2 separate regions of the Mus musculus genome follow, and region 2 is linked to region 1. The links are chromatin contacts, called in public HiChIP or PLAC-seq maps. All regions are on one chromosome and are shown on one strand. Each heading gives the region's core, a stretch centred on a gene start, on an enhancer-like site or on the middle of the called end of the contact. The rest is flanking DNA. Distances are from core to core; before and after follow the strand shown. Region 1 has its middle 19 kb from the start of Gm11832. Region 2 has its middle 76 kb from the start of Pdp1.

Region 1 (5,228 bases), core at 1,479-3,978:
TGTAAGAGCAACATACTTTTAACAAGCGTTTATAATAATGAATGGTTTGCTATTTGATTGTGATAGTTTCAGGAGAGTTCTAGTAAGACTTTTTTTTCTTAAAAATTATTAAAGGATTTCCAGCTGTCAGATAACATAGAAAACAAAACAGACGATGTTTATTCCATAAGTAGTAAAAAAACGAAACGCATGTTTTATTTACATTACTTATGCTTGAAGACATGCCCCGAGACTCCTCTAACAGAGGCCGTGTCTGCTGCTGTCCCCCTCAGGCAGCAGCAGGAACTGCCTCATGGCTGCATTGTTGAGGGCATCTAGATGTGGAGGGTTCATATGGTCAGGCAATGAAGTCTTCACCTAGTTATTATTTTCTGTCTTCCTGAATGAGTCTTGTAGGTTGGTCTACATGGAGTCAGGTTCTGATTCCAGAGGAGAGCTCACTGTGTAAGTCAACCACACACGGCTCTGCTGTCAAGAGAAACATGATCGGTGGCCCAGGACATGTTGAGCCTTTAAACAGTACAGTGGATAATGCTGCAGGGACTGCATAGATTAGATGGATAAATGGAAAAATTAAACAAATAGTAAATCATAAGAGATCTCCCAGTCTTACTACCCATTCACTATTTGTCCTATAATGCTGGGGGTATTCTAGATTTGTTGGTGTTGTGAAGTAGCTAGATTAAAAGGTGCTTACTTTAATTTCTTCATGTTCTGTTTTCTGTAATTTTGATGTGAGGAATGAGTTAGGAATCACTGTTTTAAGAACGATCACCCAGTCATATCAACACTTACAGAATCTATTCTTACCCACTGCTGGACAATGGCGACAAGTAGTAACAATTATCTCTACAGTTTTCTCTTTTTTATTCTTCTCTCATATTTTACATCCCAACTGCAGTTTCCCCTCCTTTCCCTACCCTCAGCCTCTCCCCCTGCTGCCCCTTTCCCCCAGATATCACCTCTCAGAAAAGAGCAGGCCTTCCAGCGGACATCAACCAAACATGGCATAACAAGCTGCAGGAAGATCAGGCACACACCATCACAATCAAGGCTGGAAAAGGCGCTTTTAAAAATTACTATTGATTTGTCTGTTCTTAAGGAGTGTTTAAATTATTCCAATTTTATTCATATATTGATTTTATGTATATGAGTGTTTTGTGAATGTATGTAAGGCCCCCGAAGGCCAGAAGACATTGTCTGATCCCTTCGCTTGTGTGTGTGTGTGTGTGTGTGTGTGGTTTTCAAGACAGGGTTTCTCTGTGTAGCCCTGGCTGTCCTATAACCTGAACTCACTACTCACTCTGTAGACCAGGCTGGCCTCGAACCTGGAGATCCCACCTGTCTCTGCCTCCCAAGTGCTGGGCTTAAAGACACCTGGCTTTTTTTTTTTTTAATTCTTTTAAACTGTTTGGCAAAAAGCTTTTTGCTTATTTTTTATTGATTAATTGTGAATTTTACATCATGTGCCCCAATTATACTCATTTCCCCCTATTCCTTCTGCCTTCTGCCCTTGCATCCCCCCAAAGAAAACAAAAAATAAAAATAAAAACAACAAAAAAGGAGAAACATACCATTGGGGGGAAAAACTAAAAAAGTCCCAACCAACCAACCAACCAACCAACCAACCAACCAACCAACCAAAAAAAAAAAAAAAAAAAAAAAACCCACAAAAAACATTTTGCTGTAGTGTGTTGCAGATATGCACTGTTTTTCCTGCACGTATGTCTGTCCTATACATTTCAGTTGGTATCTCTTTACATTGGCCTTAGTCTTGACTTGAGCCTTTTGCTGTGGAATGGAGGCCCATGTCCACAGCTTGACATGGCCTTCCTTAGTGTGTATTTTTGTTGAGCTTTAGTTCGCTATACATTCTTGACACTAAACTCTCATCAGATTATACGATTTCCAAGTTTCCTTCCATTCTGTGGATTGCCCTTTTACTCTGGTGAAATTGCCTTTCTACACACAAATTTTAGACCTTTTCATGGAGTCTGATTTGTCGATTTATTTCCTTTGGTGAATAGGCCTGTTAACTGGACATACCCAAAAGATACCACTCACAACTCAAAACCTCTCTGCTTTAAGTGCTGATGAGGTAATTTTGTGTTCTCAGATTTGCTGTACAAGTTAGGTGATGTTATATTTTACCTCCAGTGAATAAAAAGTGAAATTCTAGCTGATATTTAGGGTGTCCTGTGTAACACAGATAATATCCATAGAAACCTAGGAACACAAGCAAGTCCTGGCTAGCTTTTGCCAAACAATTTGAAATTCAAATTTAGATAAGGGTGGGGTCCTCTGCAGGGCTCAAAACTATATTTATCTCCCCTGAGTGTTGTTGAGTGTTCTGAAGATCTGATTGGCTCTGGCCCACGACCTCTCAGAAAGGCTTTCCAGGTCTCCCTTGGAAGCAATCCCTAAGCCAAGGATCCAACACTCTCCTTTCTGCAGCACTGTGGTCACATGCTCCTCCTAGGGCGCTGACTCAAGCTGCCCGGTTGTCAGCCACCCCATGGCCACTGACCATAAAGATCTTTTTATTGGAGCCCCACAGAGGCAGAGCTCATCAACTGGTGCCTGTGTGGAGAACTTTAAGGACTCCTAAGCTGGGGAATATCTATAAATAGGAGTAAATTGTGTTCAAATTGCAGCTGACAAAAGCAGGCCTGCTCATTCTTCTATCAAGGCTCTGTAAAGCATGCACCATTAGTGATGGCGACTAGCAACCCTCTGTTGCCTAGCAACCCTCTGTTGCTCCTGCCTACACTTCTTGGCTGTATGTATTTGTTCACACATCCTCCTTTATCAACAACATCATCATTAGACTGCCGTCTGTTTCCCTATATGTCACAATGGCACACTGGCCATTCTGAGTTAAAGGCACATGAGAAACAGGTGTGACGACGTCACTTTAACCTTTGCTCTGGATCTTAAAAGTGTTGTTAAAACTCCCTTGTGAAAGACTTCCTCCTGATGGCAGAAGGAAGAGTGTTGTCCTCTGTGGGAGGAGGAGTGGACAGGGTGGTGTAGTAGACCTGGGTCACCTGGAACTTGGTCTGTACAGTAGACTGACTTCATCCTCACAAGGGCTGGGATTACAGGTGTGGGACACTTTGCCTGGGACAGAACACATCACTCTTGTCAGCAAGGACAGAACGTGAAGACATGTAACATGTGCAAACAGACCTCACTAACTCACCTCTGTTTCTACTTATGACACCCACTGCCCAGCCCCTCTGTCTTGTGGTGTTTATTACTTGTTCCACTCGGCACAACCGTGCTCATCTCTTGACTGTGCTGGTGAGTCTTCACATCCTCACGTGAAGGGCTTCTCATGTTAAATGTTAATGCATTTACACTGTTCTCCTGTTGTTCTGTTGTAAGGCCAATTACTTTCTAAGGCCAGATCAAAGGCCACTAGAATCTCCTCTCTAAGCTGCACACCTACCATGTTCTAAAACAGAGCATCATATAGTACTTGCTTCACGTCTTTTATTTATTCAGAAATAAGATATAACAAATGTGGGAGTGTATCCTGTCCCTCCTTCAGAAAGTATTACCATCCTGAAGAATAGAGCAATGAACTTATCACCCCCATTCATGCTGAAGAGTGTGTGTGTGTGTGTGTGTGTGTGTGTGTGTGTGTGTGAGTGTGCTGAAGAGTGTGTGTGTGTGTGCTCACATGCATGCCATGGCATGTGTCTGGATGTCAAAAGACACCTGGTGGCAGTAGGTTTTCCTGTTCTATGATTCACCACTGTGTCCCTTCAGCTATCTCTAGTGCTCCTCATCTTCCTCCCATCTTCATGTCCTCTCTTTTTTTTTTCAATTTTGTAAAATTAATATCCCCCAGCACTCAGCTCATGCTGCCCATGTACAGATAGGTATGCAGTCTTCCACTGCAGCATCAGCACCTCCTAGTGGCCTCGTCCCCAAAGAAGAGGGACTCTCTTTCCCTGTAGCTACCGATTACTTCTCTGATGGGGTGGAGTCTCTAGGTCCCTTTCTGATGCATGCTAGAATTTTTATTCATTTTTAATTAAAAATTGTATTTTATGTATGTGGGTATTTTGCTTGCATATATGCCTGGGCATCACTAGCATGCCTGGTGCCCACAGAGGCCAGAAGAGGTATTGGATCCTTTGTAACTAAAGCTACAGGTAGTTGTGAACCAGGATGTGGGTGCTGGGACTTGAAGTCAGATTCTCTGCGAGAGCAGACAATGCTCTTAACTGCTGGGCTATCTCTCTGGCATGCTCCCTTCCCCCCAGTACTGAAAGTTTGACTGGCTTGATCACGTGCAGGTCTTCTGCAACTAACGCAGCTCCATGCCACAGCCGTGCCTTGGACACAAATTGTCATTTCACAGAGCTCCTCGTCTTCTGGCCCTTACACTCTTTCTACCTCCTCTTCTGCAAGTTTCCCCGAGCCTTGGCACCTAGATGCTAATATGTGATCCATCCACAGCTGAACACTCAGCTATTTATACTTGGCCCTTGGACATATTATAGGTATGCATTAACCGTCACCCAGCTAAAAGGAGCTTCTCTGACAAACACTTTCAGTGTTTCAACACAAATCTATGGTTTAAACACCAACATTGAGAATGCGGTTTGACAGTTTGACTGTTTAAGCAGAACAATTACTATTAGGTTCCTCACAGGGCCTGTGACCTCCCCCGTCATAGGATTTTGACAAGGTTTTCAGTACCAGCTATGAAACCCTTCCAGGGGAGCAGGACTCTTATCTAATCAGAGAGCAGCTGGTTGCCCCCATGTCTGACATGGCTCTAATGCACCAGTCTTTCTTCTATACGTTAGTGTTGTAGTATGTGGGGTGACACACAGAAATTTAAATTTTTTAAAAAAAATTGTTATTATTTTTATTTATTCATTTCACATCCCACTTACTCCCCCCTCCTGGCCACTCCTCCCATAATCCCTCCCTCTTCCCTTCTCTTCTCTTCTGAGTGGGTGGGGCGCCCCTGGGAAGTCCCCCCTTCCTGTGACACATCAAGTCCCCATGAGGCTAGGCACATCCTCTCCCACTGAGTCCAGACAAGGCAGCTAGGTTAGAGGAACATACCCATAGACAGGCAACAACTTGTGGGATAGCCCCCACTCCGGTTGTTTGAGACCCAAAGGCCCCCCCACCCCCCGCTCCAGTTGTTCAGTGCCCACATTAGGACCAAGCTGCACCTCTGCTACATCTGGATGCACAGAAAA
Region 2 (5,018 bases), core at 206-2,705, 260 kb after region 1:
CACCTTAACATGATTCATATGGCCGTATGACACATGCTAGGCAAAATGTGAAAGCCATACTTAATGCATCCTGTCTCACGAGTGACGCACACTCCTGTCAAATCTATTACCTACAATTTCTCAGTTCTGCTCCCACTTCAAAAAGGACCTCTCATCCTTATGGAACATGAACCCTGCCTCTGTCTGTGGCTTCCTGATGGACTGTCTACAGTCTGCTTTGTTCTATGCTTCATCTTCTGGTGTTCGGTCAATCTCAGGCAACATCAGCGTGCTCTTTATACTGTGAGGCTCTAAGTGGTCCCTCAAATGCTGCATTTAGAAGAAGCCCCATCTGAAGATTCACCCTGCAAGTAAGGACATGTGTATAATAGAGCTTCCAACAGACCAACCTGGGATGATATAGTGTTACAAAGCTGTGGACATCTTCTCCTGTAAGATGAGAACTGCAGGCCTTCCAGGGTGTCCAGATAGAAGCTGACACCTTGTCTTGATTCTGTCCGACAGTCTAGACTCCTAAAGTTCAGAGCACTTGTGTTTACTTCGAGCATAGACGTAGATGACTCTCACCAGTATCCTCAAATGGAGCACCTCCCTTATCCCCATATGTTCTGTTTTGAAGTATTCTACCACATAGAGGTGGTCTCCATGAGCAACGCTGGTTTTTAGCGATGCAATTCCTTTAAGGTGACAGTTTAAATATTTGCTCTTTGTCAGCCCCCTTATGAGTAAAATGTAATTACTCTATTACTTCCAGTAGCCCAGCAACCTTGCGACTTGATTTTGTTTCTGTTCACACACGAAGGCAGTAAGGCTCAATCATCTTAAATAATTTGTTTTTAGCCACACATACAGTAAATGGTGGGCCTAAAGTTTGAGCCATTGACTTAACATCTATGTATTATCGTTCCGTTTTCTAGAGAGCCACAGATGAAGGCATCGTCATTGTCCCCTGGTTCACTGGCTTGGTGAGACATTTGTGCATTCTTCAGACATACTTGAGTCTGCCTTTCTGGAAGCTTCTTCTTGGATAAGCCTCTACACATTAATTAGTGTGAAAATTGTAGCATTATCATAATAAGTCACATATAGCCCACTGTCTATTATTATCTTATCACAAAAAAATTCAGCAGTGAGTGGCTGAAGCATCAACCCAAAACACAGACAAATGTAAGAAAAACTGAAACAGGCAAGGCTGTTGTCTCAGTGTCTAGTCACAATATTTGATCAGAGGCAATGCCCATCACAGACTGTTGACAAGAGGCACCGCCAATTAAAGGAATGCAAGATCACAAGGTCTGGTGTGCCAGGGCTGAACTAGAATTGTGTTGTTGAATTTATAAATTTAAAACCCCAAATCAGGCCTTCCTCTTCCATCGGGCCACCTGTTTCCATGAGTCTGTCTGCACATGTCGAGTCTCTGGATGGCACACTTCAGTCTGCACTCTGATGTTTTGGCAGCTTCTCAGCAGTGCCTCGTGCCTGGCAAGGCTGAACAGTGTGTAACTTTGTTGCCACGAGCAGCGTGTTGCCATGAAACATCATTGCAGTGATAGAGTATTTACAACTGGAAATGTACAGGCTGCTGCTAGGGTCTGGTGCTTCCAGCAGTAATGTATGCAACCCAGAGCTCAGAAGAGGTATGTCCTGGCTGGAGTAACAAGAGTCCTTATGTATTTAACAAGGAACCACGGACCTCAGACCATTAAGCAGCCACACTTCGAAGTTCATATCAAATGATAAATTCTTGAAAGCTTTGCCTAGCCCTGTTTTAGAAGGTAATTCTGAAGAAGGCATTCATGGGCAATTTGCAAAAGTCATTCACATTGATCTGGTAGAAGAGACACATCTCTAGCTCCTAGCATTACACAGAGTTGAAACACAGTCAGTCAGTCAGTCAGACAGACAGACAGACACACACACACACACACACACACACACACACACACACAGAGAGAGAGAGAGAGAGAGAGAGAGAGAGAGAGAGAGAGAGAGAGAGAGAGAGAGAGATATGGAAGTAAAGAGACCGAGGAACACAGCTAAGGTCACAAGGAGCCTTTAACATCTGTTCATTTATTCCTTCGTCATTACTCCATTGTCTGGTCTGGACCAAGCACTGTATGGAAATAGAGAAACGAGAACGGTGTCCTCCTTTTCAAGAGTGCTTGTGTTTAATGAGAGTGAAAGGTCTGTGTGTAAGCAACTATGATTTAGTTGTGGTCATACGGGGATCATACTGTGGGATCACGGAGGGAATTTGGGTTAGCAGAAAGGTGGATAGCACAGGCTTGACTGCTTTTGAACTGGGCCTTGAAAGCTGTACAGGATTGTGTCAGGCAGAAAGCTTATTGTGGGGTTCATGAGGACAGGGAGAAAAACTGAGGCGAGGGATTAAGCTTTTGCAAAATGGCAAGCGAATAGCGTAGTTCAGAACTTAAATTTGGAAACACCACAGTGAGAAAAGCCAAAACCCCTCTACAAAATATGTAAGGACATTCTAATGAAAAGTTATTCATCCACAGTGTGTCTAGCATCAATCAAATCAATAAGAATACAGACAGTCTACGCCTCAAATCAATAAGACAACCCTAGTTCAAATAGCATAGCATATGATTCCAGTCACTTCCAATTAAGTGTCTTATAAATCCTGGTGGGACATGTCTGGCTTTTGATATTTCTGCTTAAGTAAGTGCTAAGCTGCACTGAGTAACATCTAATCAAGGGTTCACAAAAGCATTGGCACATACCTTCAGTGTTTGCAGCTCGAGTGACACACAGCTCAGGGAAGGTGGGTTGAGCTTGCTGTTTACCTGGAGTTTTGAGGAGATCAACTAGGAAACATTGAAAATTCAGATTTGTGTGTTAGATGACAAATATTTGTGCAGTAACAGAACCCTACGTGATAAAAATAAAAATGACTAGAGAACCATGGAAAACTGAGTCTTGAGTATATGGAAATATCAAACCATGGTGTAAGGTTCCATTAATTTCCTCAACACCTTTCTTAGAATGAGGTCATACTCAAACATTGTAAACTATATGAAGAAATCATATAGGGGAATTGGGAGACAAAATAATTTTAAAAATCAGAGAACGGCCTAAAAATATCAAGGGATTTGAAGATGATACAAATACTATAACTTTTGCTCTCATATATAATTCAGTTGTAGACTGAATAATCTTTTTCAAAGCTTAATTTACAAAAGAAAATACAGTGCTGTTGGGGATCAAACCCAGGTCCTTGGACACAGCAAGCCACTGAGTTATATTCCCATCCCAGATCTGCAAGTTTTTAAAAACAGACTGATATTTTGATCTGAGTTTATGAACTAACTTTGCAAATCAACATTGAAGTAGAATTAAAAATCCAACCTAGCCCTTTAAAAGAAGTAACTGTGGAAGATGGAAAGTGTCAAAGCAGTTGACTTAGAACTGGCAGCTGACTTGTGAAGTTAATTAAACTGGCTGGGGAACTGTCATAAACATCTGTATCTATTTATATTCCAGCTGGGGCTTTTTGCTTTGTTCAAGGGTAGATTTATTCATTTGCCTTGTTAGTAAGGAATGTCACAACCGGGACAAAAATTATTTTTGTATCTCTCTGTTTCATTTGAGAAACATAACAGAAAGGCTTTACAAAAGATTTTAATTTATACTATTCTGAACTCTTTATGTAACTGCCAAGCTTAGTGGATAAAAGGATCAGACAGTGACAGTGAGGCCTCCCACCCACCCAGTTCTAGTATAAGCATCTGGAACTCTCTGGGGAGTAGTCCTAAACTTTTAAGTAAGGTGTGGGGGGTGGTAGTAGAGAGGTGGCTTGGCAGTTAAGAGCACTGGCTGCTTTTCCAGAGGACCTCAGCCAGGTTCCCAGCACACACAGCAGCTCACAACTGTCTGTCAATCTAGTTCAAGGAGATCCAGTGCCCTCTCTGCTCTCCTCAGGCACTGGTTACTTATGCAGTACACTTACAAGCATGCAGGCAAAACATCTACGTACACAAAATAAAAATAAATGAATTTAAAGAAAACCTTTAAGAAAGAAGATCGAAGGAGTTGCATAGAGTTTCCATCCTATTTCTTGCTAGAAGAGTAAATTCACAACCAATATCTATACTGCCATAATCTTATATTTTAATTTCTTTTACTGTTTAAGACATGGATATAATGCATTATGATCACATTCACACACCCCCACTCTGCCTTCTCTGAGCCACACCCACTTCTTCTCACCACCTTCTTCCAAATTAGTCCTCATCCCACTTCCACATTTGTTTTACTTACAGTTCAAATAGGATTGCTTAGTCAGCAGCACTTCCTGTATTTGTGATGGAAGGCAAAGGGTTCAATGTACAGGTCTTATGTGGATGGTCACAGCTGCTGTATATTCCTGACTGCTGTGGCCATGTCGTGTCCCTATCCATGACTCTGATAATCTTTCATCTCTCCTGTGATGCTCTCTGAGTCTTGGCAGAGGTGATAGAGATGTCCCAATTAGGACTGAGCATTCAGCAATCACTCATTTCAGCACTTTGATCAGTTATGGGTCTCTGCAATAACCATAGCCCACCGCGAAAGGAAGTTTCCCTGACAGATGCTGAATTCAACATTAGTCTGTGAGTTAAAAATAAATATTTAGAAGGTCATTCAAATACATATCCATTGAGTAGAACATACATGACACTATGTTCAAGTTTACAGTAGAAGTGCTGGACATATTTTTTTTTCTATGAAATGGGCTTCAAATCCATTAAGACAATGGCTGGTTACCTCCAAAACAGTTATGCCACGATTACACCATATTTTGTTAGGTATTTTAACATCAAGGGGCCATACCTGGTAAGCTGATTACTTTTCTCCTCCAACAGCCCATGGCATAGCACCTTCTGCTGTTAGGAATACAAGTTAGAAATCAGGAAGCTTCCTGCTCAGTTCCAGTGCGATTTCTCTGTGTCCTGTATCCAAAGTGTGTGCTCTATTCAGCGATGGGGTCTCTACCATGTAGTTTGGTAGGCAGGTAC

The links. HiChIP or PLAC-seq counts read pairs in DNA pulled down with a chosen protein or histone mark.
Region 2: an H3K27ac HiChIP or PLAC-seq map of heart atrium shows a contact between it and region 1, with 8 times the contacts expected there. The contact joins two enhancer-like sites. A contact is called at or near these places in 2 of 15 datasets of contacts at CTCF or cohesin (embryonic stem cells and large pre-B cells), 7 of 484 Hi-C or Micro-C datasets (cerebral cortex, embryonic stem cells and muscle stem cells), 4 of 115 datasets of contacts at active chromatin or transcription factors (embryonic basal ganglia, embryonic stem cells, heart atrium and 1 more) and 1 of 9 other capture datasets (embryonic stem cells).

Annotation. Positions count from the first base shown.
Region 1 is chr4:11,630,898-11,636,125 of GRCm38.p6, forward strand. No RefSeq gene overlaps it. Among named protein-coding and RNA genes, the nearest start is that of Gm11832, 19 kb to the left of the region's middle. Within about 2 kb of position 2,729, at least 59 of the 459 cell types and tissues checked have an H3K27ac peak or open chromatin away from gene starts, as enhancers often do. A contact at or near this core is called in heart atrium, where this site is marked.
Region 2 is chr4:11,887,941-11,892,958 of GRCm38.p6, forward strand. No RefSeq gene overlaps it. Among named protein-coding and RNA genes, the nearest start is that of Pdp1, 76 kb to the right of the region's middle. Within about 2 kb of position 1,456, at least 11 of the 459 cell types and tissues checked have an H3K27ac peak or open chromatin away from gene starts, as enhancers often do. A contact at or near this core is called in heart atrium, where this site is marked.